2 separate regions of the Mus musculus genome follow, and region 1 is linked to region 2. Evidence: chromatin contacts called from public HiChIP or PLAC-seq data. All regions are on one chromosome and are shown on one strand. The core of a region is the stretch at or near the end of the contact, and the rest is flanking DNA. Distances in the headings are between cores, read along the strand shown. Region 1 has its middle 30 kb from the start of Cdcp2. Region 2 overlaps Ssbp3 (single-stranded DNA binding protein 3).

Evidence for each region. HiChIP or PLAC-seq counts read pairs in DNA pulled down with a chosen protein or histone mark.
Region 1: an H3K27ac HiChIP or PLAC-seq map of differentiating embryonic stem cells shows a contact between it and region 2, with 2.1 times the contacts expected there. The contact joins two enhancer-like sites. A contact is called at or near these places in 1 of 484 Hi-C or Micro-C datasets (embryonic stem cells), 2 of 115 datasets of contacts at active chromatin or transcription factors (differentiating embryonic stem cells and embryonic basal ganglia) and 1 of 9 other capture datasets (liver).

What each region holds. Positions count from the first base shown.
Region 1 is chr4:107,123,464-107,131,228 of GRCm38.p6, forward strand. No RefSeq gene overlaps it. Among named protein-coding and RNA genes, the nearest start is that of Cdcp2, 30 kb to the left of the region's middle. Within about 2 kb of position 5,083, at least 49 of the 459 cell types and tissues checked have an H3K27ac peak or open chromatin away from gene starts, as enhancers often do. A contact at or near this core is called in differentiating embryonic stem cells, where this site is marked.
Region 2 is chr4:106,934,694-106,942,237 of GRCm38.p6, forward strand. The region is part of intron 4 of Ssbp3 (single-stranded DNA binding protein 3); the gene reads left to right. Among named protein-coding and RNA genes, the nearest start is that of Ssbp3, 27 kb to the left of the region's middle. Within about 2 kb of position 5,073, at least 71 of the 459 cell types and tissues checked have an H3K27ac peak or open chromatin away from gene starts, as enhancers often do. A contact at or near this core is called in differentiating embryonic stem cells, where this site is marked.

The DNA.
Region 1 (7,765 bases), core at 3,833-6,332, 190 kb after region 2:
CACTCAAGATGTTTGTGTCTTATATGAGGAAGTCAGGTGCAAGTCATATGACTTAGCTGCAGTCCCTGGCGCCTTTGGGACTGCCGCCACACCCGCTCCCCACAGTTGTGAGTCACCCAACACGGGTGGCTGGGAACCGAACTCAGGCCTGGTGTAAGAGCAGTCAGTGCTCACTCCTAAACTACTGAGCCATCTCTCTGGGCCCCGGTGTCACTTCTATGTTGTCACATCACTGAAAAGCCAGAAGTCAAACCATTGTTTGACTATCCGTATCCCATGGTATGCAGAAGGCAAACTGCTCATCCATTCGTGATAAACATTTGGGCTGCGCAGGCTCCCTGAGGACGCCTCCTGTGTCTCTGCAGTGGTGCTTTATTGTTCAGAGTATAAGGTCCTTCATCAAGGGGCGTGGCGGGTGATGGAGAGGTGGAAAGCCGGAACAAGAAAGAAGCCTTGAGCTGTGCTGAGGAACCTGGGTCTGGATGATGAGCCAATCACCTGGGAGCCAGTGCAGAAGCTGGAGGCTGAGAGCTAGCGGGGGTGCCATCCTGCTGGCCCAGGTGACTCTCCGAGGGTGGCTCAGGGATAGCAATAAGTCTGACTCCCTCTCCTGCACCCCAGTATAAATCTGGGGCAGACAAGGAAGCATGACTCAAAATGCCAGTCACTGTCCAGAATGACAAAACAGTAGTGTGATCCCAAGAGCTGTTACAGAGAACGCCACGGTGTGAGAGCTTGCTAGAAAGCTTTCGAGCCTGGGTCTGGCTCAGTGGCCTCGCCTGAGTTCTTCCTTTCAGGCATTTATGGAGCAGCCAGCTCTTCGGAGAGAGGGTGTGTCCTCCTTACTGCCCTTCACAGGTCCAGCCTCCTATTTGCTGCTGTGACCAGGAGCCTGTGGGTATGTAGAGGGAAAGCTCCCACCTCAGAAAGTGCTGACGAGAAGCCCACCCCCTTCCCCCACACCCGTGTTAGGTGCCTCTGGGAAGTGGGTAGGTGAAGAAAGGATTGCTCGAAGCTTCCAGCTGCTCTGCCAGAGTTGTTAGAACTCCAAAATAATTTTCTTTCTCTCTCCTAAGCTGAGATTTTTTTTTTCATAAGTCCCAGATGCACCAGATGGGAGGAGGAGACATGGGAGGGAAGCTGTGAGACTCTGGAGAGATGTGAAATCCAGGGCTGGCCCTGCAGCCAGACAGCTTGAAGGAGAGTCTGGGAGACATGAGAGAAAATCCAATCCCACCTGGTCTGGGACTCACACCCGAGCGAGCCTGAGACAGAACTCCCCACGGGCTTTGCAGAGCACGGAGTGCTGGTCTCACCCTCAGAGCTTCTGATTTAGTGGGTCTCTGGTGAAAACCAAAGGTCCTCTTTGCTGTACCAAGTGATGCCTTTGACACAGGAGAGACCCACTGGTTCTGTTGCTTCCCCCTGGAGCCTGAGTATCCTTGGCTTTGGAGAGAAGCTCATAGGTTCTGCCCTGGAGATGATAAACTTCGAGGCTCAGATGAACAAGCCAAGACATAAGGAACTTCTGATAGCCAGCTGGACTCCCTGCTTGCCAGGAAAGGAAATCCCACCAGAAGTGGCACTGACCAAGGTCACATGGTTAATGTGAAGGTAACATTAGGCAGATCCCAAGCAATCTCTGCCTTTCTCTCTACTCCTTCAGTCCATAGAGATTCTTCTCGTATCTCATCTTTCAGGTGTCAGGAAAACGTGTTGGGGTTAAAGGCTGGCAGTTCCTGCTCCATCCTTTAGGGCGTGCCATTTCTCAGCATTCTGATCTAACATCTTCCATGTGCCAACCCTGCCATTCTCCCTGGAGACTTTCTATGGCTCTCAGAGCCCTGTGCACACAGGAAAGATACCGGGGAGCTGGCATCTATCCTCCTGCAGTAGGCCCTAGGCAATGACTGGTGGATGCATGGCCTGACTTCCTCACCATCTGGCAGGGACAGCTTTGAGGTGTGTTCTGTGCTATGACCCAGAATTCCTCTGTGAGGCTGAGCCCGACTGGTCATGCAGAAACTGTCTGGAGGGTATTCCCTTTGCTGGTCTCTCGCGTCCATAACGAGCCTAGTCACTTCTCATATAAGCCACTTGTTTCAAAGCCTCATGCCATGTTGTATTAACTGGGGACAGTGATGGCTGTGTGCACCAAGCACCTATTATCTGCCAGGTGATGTGTCCATGTGACCTTGTTCGATCACCTTCCCAGTGGTCATCATCACCTCAATGTCACTGTCACATAGGATGTCCAGATTCAGAGAGGGGAGGTGACTTGACTGAGCGGTCACTGATAAGCATTTGTCACAACAGGGAGGCTCCACTCTCTGTGTCTCCCTAGGACTTAAGAGTCAAGGCACCCAACCTAGTTCCTGTGGCTCCTGGAGAAGAGGACGTGGTTTGGGATCCCGGGAGATGCCCATGGTTTTCCTGTGGCAGCCAATGGAGGCAGCAGCATGCACCACCCTCCAGCCTTGTTGACTGACGATCCAGTAAGGATAACTTAACATCTACAATAGCAGGGCCATTTTGAGGCTCTCCTGGAGACTCAGGAGACCTCTGAGGAGAGAAAGTTCCTACCTAGGAGCAGCAACAGGATTCCATTTTGCAGTCACAGATGGCCGAAGCTGCAACTTCGTGTTTCGGGCTGTGCCAAAACATTGCTAGTGTGTTAGGGGGACAGAGCACAGTCTTTGTCGGCAGAAGCACGGGATTTTACTTTCCACTTCAGTCTCAAAGCATGGTCCGAAGCAGACATTCTTGCCGTATAAAGAAGCCTGTGTTGGTAATATTGAAGTCATAATTCATGGGCAGTTCAGCAGTTACCCTCGATGGCACCAAGTCCCACATTTCTGGGCAGAAGCTCTAAAAGTGCCCCTCCACTCCCCTGTTTGACCTCAGTTTCCTCAAATGTGACAAGGGAGTCGGCCAAACACAGAGTCATAGCCCTGTGACCTTGTTCTCTCTGGGGGTCCCAGGTTTGACAGGACCTGTGGCTTTCCCTTGGGTCTACTTGGCAAATCCTGGCAGGTCCCTGCCCCAGAGTACAGATCTGTAATTGAGCCTTCAGGACCGTGGTGACAGGCTCAGCTGTAAATCCCAGTTGGAAAGCCGCTGGAGAGATAGATTATCCAGGCTCTTCCTGAGATTGGGGACAGCCTGTGTCGGGAACTCACGTGGGGAGCTGACAAAGGCGTTCCCTGGGGTTGAGACACTCAGTGGAGGGCTCCGATCGACAATGCTTGTCAATACAGAGATGGCATGAGGTCAGCCTGCCGGGCCCAATGCAGATGCTGGCTGGAGGCGGGCATCACTGAATGAAAGTTTTGCCTATTGCACTCTGGGCTCTGGCTTAGTGTCCTCCAGTCATGGCTTTCCTTCCAGAAGGTGTTCTTAGGAGAGGGCTGAGAGAGAATCTCTATAGACAGGTTAAGAGCGAAGATGGTGGAGCTGGGCGTGGTGGTGTGCCTGTAATCCGGGCACTTGGAATTGGCAGGATGACGACGAGACGACTTTGACATAAAGGCTTTCAGGTTTGCCTGGGCTTTTTTTTTTTTTTTTTGCAGGCTGGTGTGTGGTGGGAGGGACAGACGTGAACAGATGGGAGGGGAGCATGGGGCCAGCTGCTTTCCTAAGGGCTGAGTGATTTACTCTGGGCATTAAAAACAATTTGACACAGCCGGGCTTTGCTACGAACCACAGGCCTTGCTTGCTTCACTCAATGGGCCCCGAACCTGTTGAGTTAGGCAGAATGATGTCCCTCCACGCTCACAGACACCATGACCCCCAAGAATCCTGGGGAGGGAAGGAGAGGGGAGGGAAGAGCCACAGAGCTGCTGTCTCCACACTGGGCTGCACCACTCTGTTCACTCTGGTCTCCTGTGGGCAGCCATGGGAATAAAGGGAAAACACAGGGGCGTTAGGGCCCAGCAGACAGGGTCTGTGTCTCAGCACCTTGTGGTCTCAGGGAAACAACTTCCTGTCTAGTTTCTGCCTTTGTAATACAACATACGTCAAAGGACTTTGAAAGGATTAACTGAGATACTGTAACTCTGACTCTGCAGTGTATACAAAAAGCTCCTTGTGTCTGGGTTGGGGACACAAGAGTGCAGAGACGGGAAGGAGGGAAAGACTGGGAGGGGGATAAGGGGGAGGGAGGGAGGGAAATCGTATCTTTTTGTAGTCTTTAAGACATGTAAGGAGTTTTTTTGGTTTATGTTTATTTTTGTTTTTGTTGAGACAGGGTTTCTCTGTGTAGCCCTGGCTGTCCTGGAACTCACTCTGTAGAGCAGGCTGGCCTCGAATTTACAAAAATCTGCCTGCCTCTGCCTCTTGAGGGCTGGGAATTAAAGGCTGACTGTAGGGAGTTCTTTATTCTGATAAATTAGTAAAATTGCAGAAACCAAGATAAGGTATAATAAGTTCTTCCTAACACTTGACCAGGACAGAAGTTTAGCCTTTTTTTTTTTTTTTTTTTTTTAAATACATTGTATAAACTGTTCAGAGCTGTGTCTTCTGTGGAAGGGACTCTTCAGAAAAGCTGACTGCTGCTCCTGACAGCTGGAGAGAGCACAGAGGACTCGGGCCAGCTCCACTTTGCTCCTAATGACTGGGATAAGCAGCCAGACCAAGCTGGCTTTGCAGAAGATGAAGGCTGCCCAAGGGTGCGAAGGGTGCTACAGTCAGTCCCATAGCCAGCCTTCTCTGCAGCCTCCTGCTGGGTCACCTTGGGCAAGTCACTCTGTTTGGAGCCATCAGTTTTTCTTGTCTCAAACAAGGATAATGCCCCTTGTTTTGCTGGGCTTTGGCCTGGTGCGGGACAGATGGACAGAGAGTTAGTGAGGCCAATCAGGAGGTCAAGGTGCAACCCTTCCCAGTCGGCCCTATGCTGTCTCTGCAGCCGCACCTAAGCCGAGAGCTGGACTAACCAGTTGTCAGAGGGCTGTGGGCTGTGGCAGAGGACAAAAGCTGAGTGTAACTAAAGGAGCTTTGCCTTATCCACTTGCCCCAGGGTGCTTATGCTAATCCCATTCCCACCAAAGCCACACGGACTAACGAAGCTGCTTCCACTCCCGGCTCCACGCCATCTGTCAGCAGACCGGCTGGCTCCTCCAGGACAGCCTGGGTCTGAAACCTTGTGAGCCACCTGGAGGCGGGCTGGGCCACCAGGGTTTCACGGGGACTTCATTCATTGCAGTGGGCTCTGCTGAGCCACACGGGGCTGAGTCACTGGTGATCTGGGGAAGAGAGAGAGATGCTCAAGGTTTCTTCTCTCTCTCTCTCTCTCTCTCTCTCTCTCTCTCTCTCTCTCTCTCTTACACACACACACACACACACACACACACACCACACACCCATACAATAAGGACAAATAACTTTCTCTGGGGAGTTCAGTGGCATTACGCGTCCTAGGACAGAAAATGAAGCCAGGGCTGAGGAAGGCTATGGACTGGGCCCAGCCTGGCTTCCTAATCCACACATTCGCTGCAGATGTGCGGCACCCTGATCTGTACAAGAGTCTGCTGTAACACAGAAGAGATTCAGACAGTTCCCACCTGGGAGAGCTTCACACTGGGGCGGAAGAGCAGGCAAAGGCTTGGGGTGCTGCCAGCACTGTCATCAGCCCCTGGTCTATTACTAGGAGTTTTCTTTCTTTTTTGTTTTTGTTTTGGTTTTGTTTTGTTTTGTTTTCGAGACAGGGTTTCTCTGTATAGCCCTGGCTGTCCTGGAACTCACTTTGTAGACCAGGCTGGCCTCGAACTCAGAAATCTGCCTGCCTCTGCCTCCCGAGTGCTGGGACTAAAGGTGTGCGCCACCACGCCCGGCTCAACTGTCTAATTTTTGACACAAGACTCCCACTGAACCTTCAGCTCATTGATTCAGCTACACTGGCTGCCTAGTGAGCCCTTGGGGTCCCCCTCCCCCGATTCCCCAGTGTCGAGATTAGAAGGACAGGGCTTTAAAAACAAAACAAACCAACCAAACAAACAAACAAGCCTAGGGATGCCAGGATCTGAACTAATGCCCTTATGCTTGTGTGGCAAGCACTTGACTAGTGACCGAACCATCCCCCCTCACTGTTGACTTAAGTGACAGAATAGATTTCCCTGGAGACTGGGTCTGTGATCGAGGTGTTGGCAGGGCCTCCTGAGGCCTCTCTCTGCTTTGCACACAGCCATGTCCTTGCTGTGGTTTCCACAAGGTCTCTGTGCAGTTTGCATCCCCGGGCCTCTTTCTGTAACAGCAGCGTCATACTGGAGCAGCGCATTTGTGTAAGGCCTCAGTCCGCCCTGATCACCCCTTCCCAGGACTTTTTCAAACGTGGTCAATTCTGAAGCACAGAGAGGTGGGACTAACATGTAACTTTAGGGGGACACTATCCGTTTACAGACATGTGGTAAGACAGTGGGCAGACGGTGAGAGGTCCGAGAAGGGCACTGAGTAGGGCAGTGGGCCTTTGGTCCAGCCACTGGAGAAAAGGGTGAGGAAGAGGAGGAGAGCTAACTCCCCCTGGAATGCCCCCTGGAATGCCCCCCGGAATGCCCAGGAATGAGGAAGGGATACTTGCTGGGGTTGAGATGGGAAACAAATGTAGACTGTGTTCATAGGATGTTCTCGAGGGCTTGCAGCTCAGAGGCCACTTTCCAGCATAAATAAAGAAGACAGCCATTAAGGATGTAAGCTCTCTTTCAGGCGATGAGATGCCCAGACATTTAGAAATGCATAAATACCAGCCCCTTCTGTACCCTAGACCAGTAGTTCTTCTGCACGTTGTCATGACCCCTAACCATAAAATTATTTTGTTGCTGCTTCAGAACTGTAATTTTGCTAGTTATAAATCATAATGTAAATATCTGATATACAGGATATCGGATGCTCGACCTCCGGAAGAGGTCACAACCCACAGGTTCAGAACCGCTGCTCTAGAACGTTTCATCAAGTTGCCTCTCCAGTTAGGGAATCGAGGCCTGAGAGTTGGGCTTGTCTGAGGTCGCTGGGTAAGTAACAGAGTGCCTGTGAGCAGTCTTCTCAAGGGGCGTCACAGGAGCTGGGGAGAAGCCTGCGCACAGCTTAGCCTGCATGGTCACTGAAGAGTATGGGCTACATGAGCTAGTGAGCTTAGCTCCGCTGTGAAAAACAAGTAGACTGGATCACAGCCCGATGTGCAGAACAACTAGGACTCCATGATGATTCGACTAGATACCGTGGGGGAGGGGCAGGTCTTCCTCAGAGGAGACTCAGGCGTGAGAAGCAGCTGCGGGGGCGCTCCAGGATGTGGGTTGCGCCCACCTCTGTTCCCTGGCTCGGGAAAGCAATGTGGCTTTAGGGACTTGCCCCTAAGTCAGAGAGGGAAACAGTCCCCAGGGAACTCTCCTCAGACAGAGAGGCTCCCACCAGCAGGGATGCTGTGTGCTTGCTCCTGGTGGGCTGGGACTTCATTGTGCTGCTATTCTTGCCCTCAATGATCCCAGCCTAGCAAGGAGCAAATTCTCATACAAACCAGACTGAGGGGCCGTCTGCAAAGCACCCAGCTAATGTTGCCAAAGCCTGGAAAGGCTGTGGGGACAAGAAAAGATGGAAACTGCCCCAGAGCAAAGACGGCTGCCGAGGCACGAAGACTGAGTGCAGAGGACCCTGGTCCAAATCCTGGATTAGAGAGGGAACATTAACAACCATAGTAATGCACCAATAGTGGCCTCGTCATCGTCATCGTCATCGTGACAAATGTCCTACCTGGAGGATACTGACTGAGATGCTCAGT
Region 2 (7,544 bases), core at 3,823-6,322:
CGCGGCTTCTAGACCCTCCTTCCAGTGCTCAGGGCTTATGTGCCATCCCTCTGGGTCATTTGGGCGTGTCTCCCAGACAAGCACAGGATTGATCCCTTCCTGCTTTCCTGACGGCTGCACATCCTAGGAGAGCATTTCTCCCTCTGCCTGTCCTGACACCCAGCTGTGTTGTGGGTCAGCACTGTGATGGGGGGCTAGTTGCTCTCTGACTCCTGAGTGCTCACCTCTTCCTTGGTAATGGAGCAGTCCATGAGTCCTTGTGGTTCCAGTCCAGGTGTGAGCTGAGCTGAGCTGAGCTGATGAGCGGTTGGAGAGCCCAGAGAAAGTGGGGGCTGCTCTCAGACCCATGTGGGGTGTGGTTAGAACAGCAGTGCTGTGTTATTCTAGAACTGATGAAAACAACAAAACCCACAAAAAACCAAAAAACTCAAAACCGGCTTGTGGAAACTGATATCCCAGAGAGGCTAAGTTGAAAGGATGCAGGAGGCCCTAAAGGGCTCATCACATTCTCTCACACTTTAGATAAACGTTTTTTAGGTTTTACTAAAAAACACAAAGTCTTCTGTGCCCTGTCAGTTCCCCATTCAGGCTGAGCATCGTTATCAGGCCCTGGGAGCCGCCCGCCTCTGAGGCACAGGTGCACCCCCTTTCCTGTGAGTCAGCAAGCTGTCCTGGAATATCCCTCCCCGTGAGTGAGGTGGGCAGGTGGGTGGCACTGGGCCACCGCTCCCCAGGAAGCTGGTGGGCCATCCAGTGCTGCCCTGAACACTTGAGATGCACAGATGGCTCCTTCCCCTTCTGAATGTTCTTTGAAAGTGTTTTCAATGCAGAGCATGTGTCTTCGTGGCACTCTTCTCGTGCGGACAGAAGCTGTCACCGCATGCCTTGGAGAGAGGCTGGTTGGGATCCAGGGCCCACTGTGGCCTGAGCCTCAGTGTCTGGTGGACCCTGTCCAGGTGGCATCAAGACTCAAGCATTGCAGGCTGGGGTGAAGAGGAGTCCTGTGGAGGGGAGGAACAATCTAGGTGTGGCTCTGTCAGCACCACAGACATCATCCTTCCCTTCTGAAACCAACCTGCCTGCTGCTCGAGGGGAGGGGCTCTTCTGATCTGAAGTGGACCCTGTGGGAGTGGAGGAGGGTAGAGGCAACCCTCCTCTGACCAGAGAATCCCCTCCTGGGTTTTCAGGCTCTTTGTGCTAGTGAGCCCCTCCCCTTCGAGCTTCCACTGTCCCCTCTGTGGCACCAAGAGTGCTGCTTTCTTATTCCTCCTGTGAGGAGAGCTAGTGTGTGGCACTCACTAAGTCTCTTGTGTTAACACAGCTTGGGAGGGTCGCTGGCCCAGTCAGTATCTGAGCTGTGCTGTGTGTGACACAGCGGAGGGGCTCAGGTATTGGGGTGAATGAGGCAGGGTTTTTACATAGGTGGGTGGAAAACAGGAGGGGGTGTGGCCTTCTGTAGGGGTCTCTGGGCTTCTATTTCTCTTGCTTGTGAGGACAGCCTGTCTCCCTTTCCGCATTGTCTTGGGTGCTGATGCCAGATTTTTGTTAATGCAGGATGTGATGTCTTGCCTTTATTAAGTAAAAACCAAACCAGAACCAAGACCAAAAACTTGAGAGCTACCACGAAGACATCCATGGAGGTCTTTTGCCCTAGATCTAGCCAGACTGGCTGTGCTCACCCACACTCAGATTTTGTGGCAAAGGCCCATTGGGAACTGTTGTATCTTTATCACAGCCTTGTGCTGAAGCAGGCAGCAGGTTTCAGGGCAGAAAGACAAAACAGTGGGCAGGTTAGAGTTCAGAGAGTGTCTGAGGTGGGGGGGTGTATCATGTGGCCGCCCCCCCCCCCCCCCCTTCAGGACCTCTCTCTGTGCAGCAACTAACAGGTCTGTCACTGACTGACTCTGAGGGGTTTCCTTTCAAATAAATAATTCTTTGTCTCTCTTCTGGGTGGCAGATTGGGCCTAGAGAGGCAGCTATCAAAGACAGCTGTCTGATCAAGCAAAAAAGGTCTAAGAGATAGTTTCTGGCCTAGACTGGGAGGGCCAGTGGGACGCATGGAGCCACCTCTGACCATGTGTGGGGTGTTTTCTTGTCCAGGGATGTGCTAGTGAAGTGCTAGGCTGAGGGACGAGTGTGTGAGGAGTTCCTTCCTCAGGAGAGAAAGCAGGCTCCTTTCCTGTCCCTTTGTCTCTTGTCCCCTTTGTCCCAGCCTTCCAGCTCTGTGGCCTGTCTCCCCTCCCCCAGCGGTTCCTCCCTTTGTGCCCAGCAGGCCACTCACGAGTGAAACTTAGCTGAGGCCTGACTCCAGAGAAGCAGCGAGGCCGCTTTCAGCACGATGGGCTTGAAGTGAGCCCAGTTTTCTCCCTAAGCCTCCAGAAGGTGGTAAAGGTCGGCTCTGACCAGTGCAGCTCCTTCAGAGGGAGCAGCATGGTTGGGGGTTGTGCCAGCCCCACTCCTGGAGCTGGCTTCCCAACCCTTCCTTGCTTACAGCGTGGCTTGGTCTTTAGAGGGGTTCTGGGGCCTTTCCGGTCCTGAGGCCTTTGTGAAACACCACAGAGTATGGACATGCTGAACTCTTGTAAAAGAGTCTAGCTTACATCTGTCACATGAAGGGTTTTTTTTTTTTAACCTTTATGTTCGTGGTATTTTGCCTGCATGTATGTGTGAGGGTGTCAGATCTTGTAGTTACAGATAGTTGTGAGCTGCCATGTGAGTGCTGGGATTTGAACTTGGGTTCTTTGGAAGAGCAGTCAGTGCTCCCAATTGCTGAGATATCTTTCCAGCCCCTATTTTTAAAAATTTAAGACAGGCTTTCAAGGGCTAGCTTGAAACTCACTATGCAATAGAGAAGGACTTGAACTTCTGATCCTCCTGCCTCTACCTCCCAAGTGCTGGGATTACAGCCCCCACCCCCACCCCCAATGCCAGTTTGTATACTGTAGGCAGTGGAACCCAGGGCTCCAGCATGCTGATGCTGGTATGCATGGGCACTTGGACCACATCGCCCCAAGATAGTGCCTTAGTCATAAGCAAGGGCCAATCACACCCACAGAAGTAAAAACCTTCAAGGAGGAAAACAGAGGTTTGGGAAAATGTATCAGAGTGAAGTTGCTGAAAACATAGGGGAGTTGGCCTTGGCTCCGGTGCCTCATTTCTAAAGATGGAGGGACCTTAGCTTCTGGGTGTCCCATGACCTGGCCCAGTGTTGCCCTGACAGCCTGGGCCTGCGAAGGACCACAGGGGTAGAGCAGGGCTGTGCAGCGGCCAGACAGGCACAACCATGCCAGTTAGTTTAGCTTCCCTGTCGTCTGCTTACCATGCTTAATCTATGAATTCAGTTGTACATTTTCAGGTAATAAACAAGAGGGGGTGATACACATGTTTAGAGACACTGTAATCCACCCTCATGTGTTCTATCAGTTCCTACACACACTGTCAGAAGCCACTCTTCTTCACCATCAGCGCCCTGCCTGGCTTGTTGGGGCTTTCTTTTCACTTTTACGTGTGATTTAGTCTCTAGAAATTGTCTGCAGCCGTAGAGGCCCGTTACTAACAGGAAAGCTGGCTTTGTAACAGGTGTCCATGACTGCTACCTCCGTCCCTTATCCCTTGTTCTGATGTTGGGGAATGGGCAGCAATGAGTGGCGGCTCCTTGCTTTCTGAGTGACCTTGATAATTCTCTGAGCATTGACGTCTTCAGCCATTAGAAGCAAGCGGCAGGCAGGGCTGAGCAGGGCCTCGGGGCTAGGTATGAAGAATTCAGCATGGTGCTCTGCATCCTTAAAAGTGCCCCCTGCATGTACCCTTGCAGACCGGGCTTGGCAGCACCGCTGCCCTTCTGGTGTGCAGAATTACGGTGTGGGCTTGTCACGCCAGGGGAAAGCCAGGAGGACGATAGTGGGTCCTGTTTGGGTTTTCCCAGAGAAAGGCCTGTGCTCTCAGTAGGCAAGTATCAGTAATGGGTTGAGGTGAGGCCCTTGGCCTCGGGCCATTTATTGATTGCTTGCCTGTGACCTCTCTGCTGGCCATCCCTCCCAGAGTACTTTTTAAAATGCCCTTGGTTTGGGGACCTGCACCCAGGAGACAAGAGAAGATTTACTAATCTGTGGAAAGGACTCAGGCAACATTGAGGCTTTGTCTTTTGACAGTTTTATTTCAGAGCTAGCACATACATTGCTAGGTTGTCATGGTCATCAAGTGTTGGCTGCAGGGTGACAGGTTCTCACACTCCAGTCCTTGGTTGTGGTAGACTATGGTTGAGGTGTGTGTCAGTGCCTAGGTTTGTGGGACAATTTGCATTGCCCTTTTAAATAAGTGCTGCTTTGAATACCCACCTTTGATATGCCCGTAGTGAGGGAGCTAGGATTCCCAATTTAGATGTTTGACATAACCCGAAAGTGAAAGGGTTAAAAGTGTATCTCAGGAGACTAGCAGAGCCCAGTGTTTTTACCTGGCTGAGACTTCCATGTGGTTTGCAGGAATCCCAGGCTGAGCAGATACCTATCATGTGGCCCTCAGCTACTGAGGCGCCAGACTGTGAGCTGAGGTGGTTCTGGGTGCTGGAGCTCACAGTCCACTGCCTTGCCTTCCCATTGCTGTCTGCTCATCGTGATCTCCTAGTCTTCTCTACTGCTGACCAGTGTGGGGGTCCTAGAGTGGGCGAGGGAAACCAGGATCAGGAGCTGAGGAAGGGGCTGCGGTGCAGGGCAGATTTCTTTTTGCAGGGCTGCTGTGTCTGGGTGGGGGTGGGGAGAGGAGGGATGTAGAGGGTCCAGGAGAGCAGGTGGGAGGAGGGTCTATTTGCATTATTGGGGGTGGAGCTTGGTTGGCAGGAGGGTTCTTTCATTCCCTGTCCCCTTTCTGCCCCTCCTTCCTACTGTCTTCTGTCTACCACTCTGCCTGCTTCCCTCCCTCTCACCCTCCTTCCCTCCCTCTGACTCCCCCCTCCCCCTCTCTCCCTCCTTCCCTCCCTCTGTTTCCCCCCTCCCCCTCCTTCCCTTCCCTCTTGGCCTTGCTTTGCCTCCCTGCAGTCCCCTGCATGCTGCTTGGCTCTTTGCCACTGGTACTGCCTGTTGTACTAGAGTGCAGAGGCCAGAGCTTTTCTTGCAGAGCTGGTACAGTTTTGTGTGCAACCGTCTCTTCTGTCTGGAAACTGGAGGCTCCGGGAGAGAGACTGGCAGATGCTCACTCCTGAGATGATTTTCTGGAGCTTGTCTCCAGCTTAACACTTCCTTCAAAGCTTCTAGCCACGGGTAGCTGCTGGAAGTGAAGTGACCAAGGCAGTATGAGTTCATCTCAGAATGAGAGTGTGGCAGAGGGGGCCAGTGGACTGGCATGGGCAAGAACAGATCTTAAATAGCGCCGACCAGTTGGCCTGCCGTATGTCTTCTGGGTAGCTGTGTGTGCTGCACTCCAGGCAGGAGACAGCTCCCCCAAAGGGTTCTCTTCTTCTTCTGGGCTGTTTTGGGCATTGCTGTGAGTACTTCTTGAGTCTGTCTGGCCTGGGCACAGGCAGGCAGACTAGCAGAGACAGCTACCTTTCCCCAGGACGGACGGATGGCTGGCTGGCTGGCTGGCTGGCTGGCTTCCTTCCTTCCTTCCTTCCTTCCTTCCTTCCTTCCTTCCTTCCTTCCTTCCTTCCCTCCCTCCCTCCCTCCCTCCCTCCCTCCCTCCCTCTTTCTTTCTTTCTTTCTTTCTTTCTTTCTTTCTTTCTTTCTTTCTTTCTTTCTTTCTTTCTTTCTGTTTTTCGAGACAGGGTTTCTCTGTGTAGCCCTGGCTGTCCTGGGCTTTGTAGACCAGGCTGGACTCGAACTCAGAAATCTGCCTGCCTCTGCCTCCCAAGTGCTGGGACTAAAGGCTTGTGCCACCACGCCCGGCCAGGATGGCTTTCATCCTTCCTGTCCCTAGTGTGTCTGACCTCCTGCATACCTGAGTTACTTTTGTGCTTAGGCTGTTGTCTTCTCACAAAATGACAGAATAAAGGAAGTGTTTTAAAGTCAGCCTGTGCATTATTGACCAGTTTGCACCCTGATTCCTGAAGCTGGATGGAGTGGGGTTGACACTTCAGACTTTTCATCCCCCTTAAGTTTTTAGCACACGAGGGCAGGTGAGTGTGGCTCTACTTTGTGCCGCCCTGTCCCTGGGTGTGGAAGAAGGGGGCAGGGCAAGTGTGGTGCAGGCTTTCTTCCTTGGCTCACCGCTGGAACTGCACGATTGGCGGTGGTATCACTGCACAGTGAGTGCTGTCAGTAGTCTCAGAAACCAGGCAGGAGACAAGCACCTTTTGTGCTTTGCTAAAGAGAATAATAAAGATGGGCCTTCCCATGTAGTGGCGCCTAGCCACATCTCAGAGCTGGTGCTCCCTGCGAGTGGCCATGAGCCTCAGTCCTCTTGTGTAGCTGGCTGCTCTGTTCCCTATCCTGGACTCGGTCCTGATCCACCAGGCCTCCCAGCATTTTGCCAGTGTAGGTTGCCTCCTGAGGAGCTCCTCCGTCCACGGCTCTTGGTGCCTCTGTCAGCTTTGCAGATTAACTCACTGTGCACCAACACTGCGGGCAGCTTTGGAGCAGGGTTGTCAGGCTGTGCCCTCAGCTTCAGACATCTTTTTGTGTATGTGTGTGTGTGTGTGTGTGGGGGGGGTGTTGCTGAGCTGGACATTGAGAGACTTTCATGGTTTTCCACAGTCCTCTGCTGAGTCCTCATAGCCTGCCCTCACCTCACCCTCCAGAGGCTAGATTCGTTGGACCCCCCTTTCAGGCTGAGCCCTCTAACTAGAATCATGAAAGATGGTTCCTTTCTCTGCAAACAAGGAAACTGAGTCCTGAGCAGGGAAGAGGTTAGCTTGACTGACAGAAAAGGGCCCCAGAGGCTGTTCAGAATTTCCCCCCTAGCCTCAGCAGCATACTGGTGAGGTCTCACCTTGCTCCCAAGGCTGTTGCCATTAGCAACCTACTTCCCCTGTTGGTTCTGGGGGCCCTTGAGGGGAAGAGGAGGTGGTGGTTGAGTGCAGGCTGGTGACACTGGGAAGGAGGACCAAGGCACATGGAGCTCTCTGTAAATAAAGCCTGTTGGTTTCTAGTAATTGTTCCCAGTCCCAGGGAGATAGATCATAGACAGGGACATTGTACTATATGTGCCTGTATCCAGACTCCCTGAAACTCAGAGGACAGAAATGGAAGGAAAACAAAGGGAAAAAGGCCAGCTAGGCAGCGTGTATGCGGGAGACAGTCCAACTTGACTTTGTGTAGTTCTTTATTTGGTGAGTCAGTTTACCTATTTCTAAAGGGGTGGTGATAGAAGAGGTGCTCAGAGGTCCGATCCCCTTGAGGCCTCAGTCATGTGGTTACTGTTAGTCAGGTCCTGTTCCAGTGTAGCAGGACATGGAGCTGAAGAATGAAGAGAGGATTGTGCTGAGCATTGTCTGCAGGTAGTAATGGTGGATGATGGTCAGCACTGGAGGGAACACAGGCAGAAGGTGAAAGTGGTCAGCCTTGAGAGCGGGGTGTCTTCCTGGTTGGGTGTGGCCAGTGTTGTAGCTGCTC